4 separate regions of the Mus musculus genome follow, and all the other regions are linked to region 3. The links are chromatin contacts, called in public HiChIP or PLAC-seq and promoter capture Hi-C maps. All regions are on one chromosome and are shown on one strand. Each heading gives the region's core, a stretch centred on a gene start, on an enhancer-like site or on the middle of the called end of the contact. The rest is flanking DNA. Distances are from core to core; before and after follow the strand shown. Region 1 holds the start of Gdi2 (guanosine diphosphate (GDP) dissociation inhibitor 2). Region 2 holds the start of Asb13 (ankyrin repeat and SOCS box-containing 13). Region 3 holds the start of Klf6 (Kruppel-like factor 6). Region 4 holds the start of Tasor2 (transcription activation suppressor family member 2).

The links. Promoter capture Hi-C pulls out the DNA fragments that hold promoters and counts their contacts. HiChIP or PLAC-seq counts read pairs in DNA pulled down with a chosen protein or histone mark.
Region 1: a contact with region 3 is called in an H3K27ac HiChIP or PLAC-seq map of embryonic stem cells, with 6 times the contacts expected there. The contact joins the promoter of Gdi2 here to the promoter of Klf6 in region 3. A contact is called at or near these places in 1 of 39 promoter capture datasets (pre-B cells), 3 of 484 Hi-C or Micro-C datasets (B cells, CD4 T cells and rod photoreceptor), 5 of 115 datasets of contacts at active chromatin or transcription factors (astrocytes, embryonic stem cells, large pre-B cells and 1 more) and 1 of 9 other capture datasets (adipose tissue).
Region 2: a promoter capture Hi-C map of pre-B cells shows a contact between it and region 3, with 6 times the contacts expected there. The contact joins the promoter of Asb13 here to the promoter of Klf6 in region 3. A contact is called at or near these places in 2 of 39 promoter capture datasets (liver and pre-B cells), 1 of 484 Hi-C or Micro-C datasets (CD8 T cells) and 2 of 115 datasets of contacts at active chromatin or transcription factors (large pre-B cells and thymic regulatory T cells).
Region 4: a contact with region 3 is called in a promoter capture Hi-C map of pre-B cells, with 6 times the contacts expected there. The contact joins the promoter of Tasor2 here to the promoter of Klf6 in region 3. A contact is called at or near these places in 3 of 39 promoter capture datasets (the C10 cell line, embryonic stem cells and pre-B cells).

What each region holds. Positions count from the first base shown.
Region 1 is chr13:3,536,710-3,540,025 of GRCm38.p6, forward strand. Gdi2 (guanosine diphosphate (GDP) dissociation inhibitor 2) reads left to right here and starts at 1,366. Exons shown (of 11, transcript NM_008112.4): 1 at 1,366-1,634. The coding sequence starts at 1,590.
Region 2 is chr13:3,632,197-3,635,429 of GRCm38.p6, forward strand. Asb13 (ankyrin repeat and SOCS box-containing 13) reads left to right here and starts at 1,836. Exons shown (of 6, transcript NM_178283.4): 1 at 1,836-1,979. The coding sequence starts at 1,937.
Region 3 is chr13:5,860,150-5,863,691 of GRCm38.p6, forward strand. It overlaps Klf6 (Kruppel-like factor 6), which reads left to right and starts at 1,340. Exons shown (of 4, transcript NM_011803.2): 1 at 1,340-1,693. The coding sequence starts at 1,490.
Region 4 is chr13:3,609,091-3,612,535 of GRCm38.p6, forward strand. It overlaps Tasor2 (transcription activation suppressor family member 2), which reads right to left and starts at 2,018. Exons shown (of 20, transcript NM_134063.3): 1 at 1,700-2,018.

The DNA.
Region 1 (3,316 bases), core at 116-2,615, 2.3 Mb before region 3:
TTTGACTCATTCTGTCTTTACTTGTGTCTAATTTGTCCTCTCTGCAACCTGTCCCTTTATAACTGTCACAGTAAAACTGCTTCCTCCTCCTCTTCTGTACTGCCTCTTAAATAGCTTCCCTTCCCTCTCTCTTTTGAGAGCTGGGTATAACCTGGCAAACCTTTCTCTGATTCAGTCAAGCCACTCAATTAGACATCACTGTTAAACATGGGTGCTTCCTTCTAATAAACTAGTTTTACCTTTGGAATCAAAGGTGTGCACTTAGGGTGTGCCTGTATTCCAGCAAGATTAAAGGTGTGTGCTAAGGGCCGAGGCACAGCACAGCTAGTTCAAAGCCAGTGGAGCTTGATGTCCAAGGGGCCTGCAAATGTTGCTTTAATGGTCCTGAGGGTTACTGGAAGGTCTACTTTGCACCCTGACAATTCTGTTGTCCAAACAAAACAAAACAACTCTGAAATTAATTAGATTCAACAAAGTTTTAACAAGGATCAGGATCCAGAACCAGGCAGCACACCAAAGATGGTTCAGAAGCCCCACCTCTAGTGTGGTAATTGCATGTAGAGGCTGAAACACAGCAAACATACAAAATATAGTGCAATTCAGCATTTGCCTTTATAAGCACATTTTGGCAGCCTTCAGCCTGAGAGACTAGTTGAAGCCCAGTTGCTTGGGTACCAGGGTTATCAACTCTTAAATTTATAACCTGCTTTGCATCACAAGCTAGAATGCGGAGCATTATATAGGAAAGCCATTCTGGACCACATTTTACCTAAAGCATGGATACCAGTTTAGAACACATTTATTTGTTCGAACAGAACCATACAAGTTTAAAGCAGGGCACACAGAATCCTGAGGTCTTCCCAGCCCCGCGCGGGCAGGGGCAGGGGCAGGGCCAGGAGCCAAGCTGCAGAGGCAACGAGGCTGCCAACCTTCGGAGAGGCTGGCGTCCTCACGACTTGGCCCCGCTCGGCCAGGGCGATGCACGTACACCTCTCAAAGTCCCAAGGGCGGAGCTTGGGCTCCGTGGCCCGAAGCCTAAACAACCGTGCTCCATCTCACACCTTGGCGCGAGAGTCAGGCACGTGGTAGCCCAGCTGCAGTTTCCGCCTTGTTCCTCCTATTCAACTAGACCCTCAGCTTCGCATGTCGCCGCCCATACCACAGGAGCACAAGACGGGTGAAATTTAAAAAAAAAAAAAAAAAAAAAGCGCAAAACCGGAAGCCAAGATGGCAGCAGTCCGCCCTTCTCTCGCGAGAGGGGAACGAGGGGGGGAGAGGTGGGGTTAAGGAAATTCACCAATGAGAGAGCAGGATCCCCTTGACTGACGGCGCCGTCGGCCTCTCGCACGCCCCGCCCCGGCGCCGGAGCTCGCTCTCCTCACCCCGCGCTCTCCCCGCCTCCCCTCCCTCCCCTCCCTGCTCTTCTCTTCCCGTTGAGGTGGCGGCCGGCCTCTCCTCCTCCTCAGCTCCGTTTTTCCTCTCCTCGCTTTTTCCCTTTCCCCCCGACCCCCGGGGCCCAGAGCGGCCGGACTTCTCGCTCCCTTCTCTACGGCGGCCTCCGAGCCCCCGCGTGCGCTCCTTTCCCCGCCATGAATGAGGAATACGACGTGATCGTGCTGGGCACCGGCCTGACGGTGAGCTGCGGCGGGCTGCGGGGAGACGCGGCCGGCCGGCCTCCGCCGGGCCCGGGGGCGAGGGCGGGTCCCATCGGTGTGCACGAGCCTCGCCCGCGCCCGAACTGCCGGTGTCTGCGCCCCCTTGGGGGCCGTCCCCACTCGCCCGCGTTGAGTCTGGGATAGGGAGGTCGTGGCTTGTTGGGATGCAGTGATTTGAAGGCGTCGGTAGTGTGTTAGGGAAAACCAGGATGTGGAAGCCGGGACGTGTCCGTGGGAAGCCTGCCCATTGGGAAGTTGAGGGCAGAACCGCCCAGCAGCCGGAGAGAGACAGCCTCGTCCTCCTGCAGGAAGGAAGAGGACCGGGAAAACAGCTTGTGCTCCTTGCACTTCCCCTTTGGGTGAATGACCTCTCCCGCTTGGAAGCAGGCAAGCCCTGGACCGAGCGGGAGGGAGTCGCTGCTGGCGCCTGCACTTCCTATGTAAGTGGCGAGTAGCAGCAGCAGCAGCAGCAGCAGCAGCTTACTCAGCTAGTCTCAGGGCGCAGAAAGCCAAACAGAAGGATGATCGCTGATCGATAATTTGTCCTAGAGTTTGGCCAACTTAAGTTTCTAGAGAAAATCATGAAACGAGTTTCTTTAGGAAAAAAACAAACACCCTTTTTCTAATTGCTTCACTGCCCTCTCATCCACTCGCTTGAAATGGGAAATGAATTTTCTCAAAACTTGTCTGTTAAATACTTTTCACGTCCGGCCCGTGCTTCCCTTTTGTTTGGTTTATTGCGTGCCGCCACAGTTTCTTGAGAAGGGGGAGGCTAAGTTCTCTGTACTTGTTACACTTCTGGGAGGTTAGAAAATAAATGCGCAGTGTGAATGTACTGGTATGTAAATGTAAGGCGGTCCCTAATGCTCCAGTACGTTTTCGTCAGTATCTATCTGCTTAAATATGGGAAAAATATAGACAGGTTTTTATACTTTGTGCTTTCCCCCCGGCCCCCCACTGTGACAAAAGGGCTGATCTTTTGCAAAAAGGAGTTGGGAAGAGAACCGACCATTTTGAATATCAATTGCGGTGTGTGTGTGTGGGGGGGGTATTGAATGTGAAATTATGGGTAAATTACTTCATCTGGAACATTGATGTATGGATCCCATATGTCTATCCATCAAATGTCCAAGTCATTTAATAAGAGCCCCACGGCTTTCGACTTTGTTGAAATGCATTGGCATTTCTTTCTTTCTTTTTTTTTTTTTTCCTCGAGACAGGGTTTCTCTAAGTAGCCCTGGCTGTCCTGGAACTCACTTTGTAGACCAGGCTGGCCTCGAACTCAGAAATTCGCCTGTCTCTGCCTCCACCACCGCCCAGCTTGCATTGGCATTTCTTAGAATCAAATTAATATCTTTAAGATAAAATACTCGGAAATAACTGTTTTAGAGAAAACCTTCAAGATTTTTTATTCTACTTTTTTTCTTTTAATACTTTTAGGAAAAGCTTATTTTTCTCTTTGAAGTGATGAATGATTGCTAGAAGAGATTATTGAATTCTGACAAGTTCTCACCTTGTAGCTCTGGTTGTCCAGGAATGCAGAGCTCTGCCTATCCCTGCCTTCTGGGTGTTGGGATGAAAGGCAAGGCCAAGATGTTCTGCTCAAGGCTCAGTAACATGTGACTGCCCAGAGAGTAGACTGGAGATAGACATCATTGCTC
Region 2 (3,233 bases), core at 586-3,085, 2.2 Mb before region 3:
AGACAAGGACCTATTTTAGAGAATGTACTTTTGAATATGTAAACACTTTAAAAAAGGGGGTGGCTGCTCATGCCTTTGATCCCAGCACTCGGGAGGCAGAGGCAGGCGGATTTCTGAGTTTGAGGCCAGCCTGGTCTACAGAGTGAGTTCCAGGACAGCCAGGGCTACACAGAGAAACCCTGTCTCGAAAAACCAAAAAAAAAAAAAAAAAAAAAAAAAAAAGAAAAGAAAATGGAAAAAAAATGATTGCTTAGGAAACCTATAACAAACATTTATATAACACATGTACAATATACATGTATATATTCATATGTGTTCGATATAGCCTATATTCACATTTGCAGAATCCGTGTCAGGAAAGAAATGCTGAAGAAAATACAAACATGCAGACCTACCACACAGACAAGAAGGAATACCGAATCACAGAATCTCACTGCAAATGTGTGAAAATGAAGCCTATTTTTATCTGCCTAAAAACGTAGAAAACTTGCAAAGAAGCATGTGCAAGACCTGAGAGATGGCTCGGTCGTGGGCTTGCTGAGCCATCTGACAGGACCAGAGCTTGGATTCTCAGAGCTCAAGAAAAACTGGGCAATGTAAGCTGTCATTCATAATTCCAGCAGTCTTGCACCGTGATGGGAGGAGGAAGTGGACGGCTCTCTGAGAGCCCACAGGCCTGCCAGGTGCAGCGGTGAATAGGAGACCCCGTCTCAAACAAATCAGAAGGTCCTCAAGGACTAACACGGACTGTATCCTCTGACCTGCAAACACACATGTAGTCACATACACTCACATATACATCAAACAAAGCAAAACCAAAACAAATGCCCCTGCAAAACAAAACAAACAAAAACAAAACCACAAGAGCCAAAATTTGATAAACAAATGGCCAAATAGATACAGATCCTTTTACTAAAAGATTTGGAATTTTATTCCAAGGTTTATTCCAGAAGTTCGGGTTCCCAACAGATACCATTCAAGGTCTCCTAAACCTGTGGTCCAAGGTGCAGATGAAGTTTCCGGCCATCCAAGCATCCTTACCTCAAAGGATGACTTCTAGTGCTATTTCCAGTGATTCTGATGTTATCATGTTCAAGTCACGTTGTATTTCCTCCGTGAGCCTCTGTACTGGTCAAGATGAGAGTGTCTCCCAAGTATCTCACGTTTTTGGTTGACCTGGAACCCCCTGGGAAGACTGGTTTCTCCTTTCTGCTAGGTTGCTCATAGAGCTCCAACTCCTTCTGCTAAACTGGTTAGTGAAACACCTGATTAAAACCATTCACCAAGAAACGTGGTTTTCTTCAATGAATACCAGCTATTTGAAAGTTAAGATTTATTTTGAAAGAAAGAAAGAGAGGGAGGGAGAGAGGAAGGGAGGGAGAGAGAGAGAGAGAGAGAGAGAGAGAGAGAGAGAGAGGAAAGAAAGAAAGAAGTTAGGCATTTTGATCACCATCTTCAGTGAAAACGTTTTCTTCAAAGTTTCAGGCATGAAGAGACTGAATACTTTGCTCAGCGGGATCAGTGTAAACCACAGAAGGCCAGTTTTGGCAGCTAAACACTTTTTGCACATGGGCACGCGTTTGAGGAGCTAAACATTTTGCATACGAACGTATCTTTTAGCTAGGACACCGGGATTTAAGCTTTTCTGCCAAACACAGGAGTTGTTAATGGACGTATATTCACTGGTGTCAACACGGACACATATTTTGCACTCTTCTGATTTGCATGTCACCCTTCAGCAGTGACAGCGGAGTGGGGACGCTCAGGTGGCACGCGGCGGATACAGAAACTACAACTCCCAGCGGTGGCCATGGTAGCAATCAGGCCCCGCCCAGCGGCCTGCGCTCCGGGGTAGGTCTCGGTTTAGGTCCCGGCTCAGGTCCCAGAGCTCTGAGTCACAAGGCCGGTAGACAGGGGAGCCCAGCGGGCGAGCAGCATGGAGCCGCGCGCCGGGGACGGCTGCTTCCTGGGAGATGTGGGTACGTGTTTCGCGCCGCAACCGCCAAGGACACCACACCGGGGCTGGAGTCAGGACCAGGAGATCAGCACTTGGGGACAGAGCAAGCTCATGGGTGGCCTTTGTCCCAGAGATGGGCATCGCGCGCCGTTCCAAGTTGGTGGTCAGAGGCGTTGGGGTGGGGTGTAGTGATTCGAGTAGGGCCCGGACGATCCTGGTCATCTCAGACCGACGTTTAATGTCTGTCGCCCTGTTTCTAGCCGGTGCACTGTGCAGCTGGTCTTCTCTGTGATGCACCAGGTATGGGATTCAGAACCGCCAGTCTACCAGAGCACCGCACACTTTGGGGAGCATGCGGGGTCGTTGCCCAATTCACCCGCAGAGTCTGGAAAGTGTACACTGGTTGGCAGCCTCATCCGGAGCCTACTGCGGTCACTGCACCACGTTTGGTGCAGTGAATTGCTTGCGGGGCTTAAAGCATCCTACACATACCCTGTAGGTTGCAGCAGCTGCAACCAGGGAGTCTGCTCCAGAATGAGGTCATGGCCCAACACTGGGACATACCTGGTGCTGAAGAAGTGTCCTCTGTACCTTTGGGCTGTTTTAATCCATAAAATGAATTTGAAGGCAAAGGAGCATTCTTTGGAGAAGTACATTTTTTTTCTTGTTTACAAAATAATAATATGGTAAATAGAAAGGACAATGACATTGTGCTTCAATAGCTTGAAAATAAATAGAAGAAAGAAAGCCAAAATGTTCCTTTATGTGAGTTAAAAAAAAAGTAATGTAAGCCGGGCATGATGGCGCACGCCTTTAATCCCAGCACATGGGAGGCAGAGGCAGGAGGATTTCTGAGTTCGAGGACAGCCTGGTCTACAAAGTGTGTTCCAGGACAGCCAGGGCTACCCAGAGAAACTCTGTCTCAAAAACCAAAAAAAAAAAGTAATGTAAAGAAAATCGAGTTAATTTAGCTGCAATTTATTATGATTGTAATTACAATCATAACAAGGTAGATAGATCTTTTAATTGATTTCTTCAAAACAAACTCCTTCAGAACAATCAAAGCCTCTTTAATAAGCACCTGTTTTTCTTGGCACCCTTGGCTGGCACAAGACTTTGACCCTGATAGCGTGGTCACTATTTGATTCGTGTGACTAGGCAGTGGATGGCTAACCACAGAAGCCTACTAAGCATACATTTTTTTGTTCAGATAGGGGTTAGTCTGGCATCAGAGCCTGGCATGAGGGCTCTTACCTGTAATCCTAACCCTCAGAAA
Region 3 (3,542 bases), core at 90-2,589:
TGGCACATGCTTCTCTTCTAGACTTCGTAAATTAAACAGAAAAACTCCCCTCAGCTTATTTTACGTACTTGACAACTTTTAAAAGGATACTATTCATTAAAAATTATATTCGAAGTTGTTATAATTGGATTTTTATTCAAAAATTTTAGTCGCTCGTTTTTTTTTTTTTTTTTTTTAGATATCATGGTGTGCTTTGGTAGATAATTTGTATGAAAAAAATTGTCATCTTCAACCTAATTTGAATTGTTTACACATCCATGGGAAAGCCTGTTAACCTTGGTGAGACATCTCCGAGACTGCCTTCTACGAGATAAACAGATTTAAACCCCATTAGCAGCAAAATCTGCATCTTCTTTGAATTAAAACTGTGCAACAAGAAAAAGGGGAGTTTTAAGCTGTGAATGTCCAGGTCTCCAAGTACAGTGTGGCCATGGCGCCAGGTCACGGATGCGATCTTAAAAGCTGCATTTTCAACTTTTGAGTGGGTAAAATTCATTCCTGAGAACTGAGTGTTTTTGACACACTGGTCAGGTAGGGGGCTTTTGAGATGCTCTACCGTTTCCCCCTCTCTGCCTGCGTAAGAAGTGGGGGTATTTTGGTCTCAGGCTCCTGTCATCCTCCGTCCTAGACAGAAACTACCACACAGTGACTCTGGAGTACCAAGTCCCCCTGCTGTTCGGTCTTATTGTCCCATCGCCACAGGGAAACCTGCGGGCACGTTTGCGCCCACCCCGGGGCACCTCTGCATCTCTGAGTATGGAGGGGACTCCGAACAAAGAGAGAAATCAAGGGACCAAGGAGAATGGAGGGTCAGGGAAGGATCCGGGAACACGGGAACCCAGCGGGAGGAAATGAGGGGGATCGGGAATATGTCTGCTATCTTTGGTCTTTTTGGGGGGTGCCGGTCCGTGTGACCGGATCAGAAGGTGCAACCGGGCAGCCGGGCGGCGGGGACAGGTGCCCGGTTGCCCGGCTAGGCTCCCCCAGCTCCGGCCGCTCCGGCCGCACTTCTGCAACGTTGGGCTGTACACCTCCCAGCGCCGACTCCTTCGGTGCGCCGTAGCCCTCGCCTTATATACCCTGCTAAAAATAGCCTGTGAGACGTCTTTCCAATCAGCGCAGGCCGAGTTCGAATTGCACCAATAAGGAGGCCTTTAATGAAGAGGCTCGGTCACGCCAGGCGGGGCCGCTGTGTGTCCGCACCGGCGATTGGTGCGAGCTGACATCATCGTCGCGCAGCCCCGGGTACAGGAGCGGCAGGATTGGGTACCGTGGGGGGCGGAGCTCCAAGCTGGTCACGTGGGGGGAGAAGGGGGGAGCCAAGCGGGGGAGGAGGGGGGAGGCTGGCAGCGGAGCTTTGAATAGGGAAGTTTTGCAGGGGTTACGCTTGCAGTCAGTCCGCTGTTTGCAAATATTGCGTGGGCTCGGCGCGCTGCGGGCTGCGGGAGGGTCCGGACCCGGCGTCCGATTGCAGCGCCATCCAGTTTGCATGAAACTTTCACCTGCGCTCCCGGGAACAGTTTCTGCTCGGACTCCTGATCGTTCACCTCCCTGTTTTCCCGACAGCGAGGACTGTCTTTTCCAACCCGACATGGATGTGCTCCCAATGTGTAGCATCTTCCAGGAACTACAGATTGTGCACGAAACGGGCTACTTCTCGGCTCTGCCGTCCCTGGAGGAATATTGGCAACAGGTAAATACGGATTTTTTTTTTTTTTTCACCTGCCCGGTACGCCGAGGAGGGAGTCGCGCGGAGGAGCAGGCAAGATGGTGTGTGCTTGGAAGTGCATCTTTTTAATGATGATTAGCATTTGCCTAATTAAAAATATAAAGTAATGATCTTAAGATGTCCTTCTGCTGCCTGGAATGATGAAGGCACTGTAGAGCGAGCCTTCGGGAGCGAGGAGTAGAGTTGTCATTTGTGTGAAGGCGAGCTCTCCTTCCCACTACGTTTTTATTTCTTCATTTTTTTTTCGTGTTTTGCTAATTCCGAGCTTACGAGCAGCATACACCTGGGGGGGGGGACCCCAAATTATTCTGACCGATCCAGACCTGAGCCCTTGGCACAAGTTTGGGGTTTGTACCAGCTCCAAACTCCACAGCTGGACCCTGTCATACGAACGAGCTTGCCTTGACTACCAAAAGATTTGATTTAAGGATTTTGGTTTTGTTTTGATATTTGTATGTCCCAAATTTAAAAGTCTTAACATTTTGCTTGCGGAACGCAGTAGTTCTTTTTGAATTCAAGGCCATTTGCAGTTTCTTTTCCGTCTGGATAATTTCTTATCATTCACGTATGCCTGCCTTGTTTTTCTTACCTGCTTTTCTTGTTGACTGCGCGGCGGGTGTGTGTGTGTGGGGGTGCTGTTTGCACACAAGTGACTTGTCAGTCATATGACAATGAGTCCATTCCTAGTTGCTTCGGGTCTTACTTTGGGCAAGAAAAATCTCTAATTCCGGCATTTTAGTGGAACTAGAATTTGGGGCAACCGGAATAAAAGAAACACCCCCTACCCCTTCTAAGTCATAGGATTCTGTGAGTGGCAAAAATATTCTCAAACACTTTCACCATTGTCTTTAAAAACGATGATTCTGTGGCCGTCTCTCTACCCTTCTGGGTATTTTTTTTCCTCCAAGTGAATTAGCAGATCAAATAAATTCCGTCGGTTTCACAACCTCCCAGGCTTTAAAACCCAGGAAAAGCGAAGTGTTGGCTGAAACCTCCCCATGCCGGCTTAATTGTTCACAATCCTCTCTGCCTTTCTCTCCCCCTCTCCATTTTTCCTCCTCAAAGAAGCTGCTCCCTGGGACGTGATTGAAATTGATCTTAGTAGTTTCCTTTAGGCATTTGGGATTTGGGCAACTAGCCAGACTTGGCTCCTGGTCCCCTTCAGAGCCTTTTAAACTCCCAGAGAGCTTCGATCAGGTCCCCACTGCTCATCAGCATACTGGCGATTTTAAATTAGCCAGTTGATTAAAGTTTAACAAGATCTTCATAAATGTCTTCGCCATTTCTTTGGAACATCAATAATAGGTATCGCCGCTTCGATTCCTAATACTGTACACACTGTAACAGACATCGAATTTTGGGGGGAAATGGAAAACAGGCACCCCCTCTTCCTTAGCTTGCTTGTGCTTGCTGTGTGAGGCCGGGACTTAGGATGTGTATACTGTGATAGAAGGCACATTGTTTAGTAAGCTTTAGCCCTTTTGCTGGTAGCCTGTGCTCAAGATGGTCTGTACCCTGATAACATTTTTTTGTTGCAGTTTAGTGCCGAAATTTCTGTCTGTAGAATAGAATACACAGAGGCACAGACGGCCTTATATGGGCATGCAGGCAAAGCTAGTGAAAAATCAGGGCCTACATAATTGAATCCTAAAATCTTTCCTACCGTTTTTCTTTTCCAGTGGCTAGAAAGTTTGAGATGGTGGGGAGAGGGGATTGCTGATCTCTGCAGTGTGTAGCTCCTTGAAAGGTTGGTGGCAGGGCTGGGAAGGGGCACCCTGTTATGGCACACTGCATGTATATTTGAGCCGGGTCC
Region 4 (3,445 bases), core at 768-3,267, 2.3 Mb before region 3:
AAAGTTAAAATGAGGGGCTGGGGAGATGGCTCAGCGGTTAAGAGCACCGACTGCTCTTTCGAAGGTCCTGAGTTCAAATCCCAGCAACCACATGGTGGCTCACAACCATCTGTAATGGAATCTGATGCCCTCTTCTGGTCTGAAGACAGCTACAGTGTACTCACATACATAAAATAAATAATTCAAAAAAAAAAAAGTTTAAAAAATTTCCCCCTATTATTGGATGGGTTAAGATGTTTAGAAAACAGTGCTACCATCCAGTAGCAGAGTAATAAAAACCATACCTAAGGGGAATGAACATTAAAAAAATAAAATCATCCCAAGGCATTTAACAGTGTGTCTAGAATTATCATAAGAATTTAATTCTACAGTTATCATCACCTAAACCCTGCTTACAATAGCTGCAGGGGAAAAACACAGCTCTGTAAAGAAGAAAATCTTAAAAATGTCCACTGACAAGACACAAAGGATAAACATATCCAATAATATTTGTGCTAATCAGATATGCTACAGGTAACAAGTAGTATCAGGCAAGTTTCCTGGCAGTTTTCAAATTTCAATTTACTTAAATGTTTGAACCAGAGAGATGCCATTTATCTTTCTTATTTAAAAAAAAAAAAGTAGGAAACAAATTGGCAACACACTCAAACATCATCTTCTTTAAAACTAATTATTGACAAATATTCGTGTTTTTTTTTTTTCTAACTTGGGCTCGCTAGGTATTGATATACACTGGTAACACTGGAGCTACCCTTTACCAAACAATTTCCCAATACGGGAGGTATTCGCTTACACTATCAGGTATATGTGCTTTGTCCTAAACCTCTTCGGTAGGATTTCCAACAATCTCAGATTCTATACTATGACATATTCACCCCGCCTTCCTTTTGCTCTTCTAAGGGGAAACACTGTTGAGTCCTCAGGTTGTTTATTATAGAGATTTAGGAAAGACTTTCATTCGCTTCCCAGTTCTAAGTTTCCCTTCAGAAAGAATACAGGGGGGAGGAGCTTAACAAGAGGCGCGTCAAACTGGTAAACGGAGATTAAGGGAGACTCGAGATCTTCCGAAATAGCTCCAGTTTTGAAAGTTAAGCCACGGTTTCCTACCAAGTGCCGGTTGGTGCTCCCCTCTAACCAACCTCGGGGCCAGCGTACTGGCAGATCCCTTCACCGCTGCTGCAGCCGTCGGCTGCTGTCTTCCATATGGGCAGGCCCACTTATACGTAATAAAGAAGTTAAACCATGCCGTGCGTTGCCATAGATTCTACAGAACCCCGAACTCCGACCTGAGGGTTTCCCCAAAACCCCTCAGGGGGATGAGCTAGGCCAACCCCAGGCAAGGGAAAACTTCAGTGCAGAAGGATCCCATCCATCCCTTGGGGGGATGGAGCTGCTCTGTGACCGGTGTCACAAAACAAACCGCGCCGGGCTTTCCGCCTCGGAACGCAGACACCCATCCGGACGACCGCCACGGGCTCGGTGGAAACCCCGTCTAACCTTAGCTTCTGCAAGGCGGAGCTGAGCGGAGGAGCGGGGGTTGGGAGGGTCCCGCATCCCGGGCGACCGAGGCGTCTGCCCAGTGGCCCCCCGCGCCGCCCTGCCCGCCCACCAGTACGCGCCCCGCGAGCCAGCCACGCTCTTGCTTCCCCACGGGGGTCCTCGCCCCGGACGCCCCAACACCTGAGGGAAGGAGCGTTACCTGTCGCCGGCGCGGCCGCCTTCCCTGAAGAGACGAGCTCACCACTCGGTGTCCTCCTCATGCTTTTCCAGCCCGTCCCTTTCTCCTCCTGACCCCTCGCTCCGCCGCGTCTCCCGACCTCGCCTCACGAGCCCGGGTGTCCCGGGCGCGCGCTAGCCCCGGTCCCCTCACTCAGCCTCACAAGCGAGAAGCCGCTTCCGAAACAAGCCAGGCGCGGGGAAGGCGTCCGCTCTCCAGCCCCCGGGGAACCAGCGACCGGAAGTGAAACCTCGTGCGCACGGAGAAAGAGAGCAGGCTCCGAAGACAGAAAGTGAAAACTAAAGCGCCGTGCTCGCCTCGCCAAGGCCAATCACAAGGAGCACAGCGACGCGCAGGCGCGACCGCCGCCAGCATCCACGTTGCTCCTGCTTTTCCAGTAGGCGCAGGCGCAGGGGGGGGAGGGCAAAGCTAGCTCCGGATTGGACGACCCAGCCTTCCTTGGCTTCTCGCGAGATGTAGGCGGCGGGATCTAGAAGGCGTGCACAGGAAATGAGGCTCCTCAGTCGGAACCTCTTCTAGTGTATTGTGGGTTACTCATGGCCGCTTTTCTGGCTTTTTCTGTACCAGGTGCTGTAATGGGACAGGGCAAGATAGTACAGAGACGCTTCCATCTTGTCTCCTTGCTGAGGCCATTTTAGGTTTAACTAAAAATGATTTTCTTGATGAAAAATTACCCAGATGTTCTTGACTGGAAGCGAAGATGTCACAGCTAACTTACTTTCTGTCAAACTGCTTGCTGGTCTACACCTCCTCCTGCAGCTCCTGAGTGCGATCCAGGATGTAGTTTTGCCTTTAAAAGCCCCTTGGTGTAAGGAAGGTGTAAATGCTCAGGGCTACACTTCGTCCGAAAACCTGAGTATAGTCCTAGCTGGCAGGAGTAAAGACAGTTAACTAGCTATAAACTGAAGGTCATCTTCAGTGACTCTGGTGATGCTGGTTGATCTAACCCAAGTGCCACATCTCACTGCTGTTTGATTTTGCGGAATGTTAAATCCATACAAAACTTAAGTTCATTGTGGGAGTTCTCCAGACGAACTTGAAATTTATTATTTATATGAGTGTTGAGGTGACTATAAGTAACAATTCAAGTCTATCCTTTCTATAGATAAGAACCGCTGAGAGAAATTAAGCAGTACCAAGGACCTTGTGCCACGGTTGAAATTTTGTTACGATGAGATTTAGTCATTCAGTGGGCGAGTATACTTGTGGCTAGTTCCATATTAAAAACTGGGATTGGAGAGATGGCTCAGCAGTTAAAAGCACCGACTGTTCTTCTGAAGGTCCTGAGTTCAAACCCAGCAACCACATGGTGGCTCACAACCATCTGTAATGAGATCTGATGTCCTCTTCTGGTGCATCTGAAGACAGCTACAGTGTACTTAAAACATATAATAATAATAATAATAATAAGGGCTAGAGAGATGGCTCAGTGGTTAAGAGCACGACTGCTCTTCCGAAGGTCATAAGTTCAAATCCCAGCAACCACATGATGACAACCATCTGTAATGAGATCTGATGCCCTCTTTTGGGGTGTCTGAAGATAGCTACAGTGTACTTACATATAATAAATAAATCTTTTAAAAAATAATAATAGGGGTGGGTATGGGGGACTTTTGGGATATCATTGAAAATGTAAACAAGGAAAATACCTAATAAGAAAATAAATTAAAAAAAATAATAATTAACTAAAAATTATGGTCACCAGCA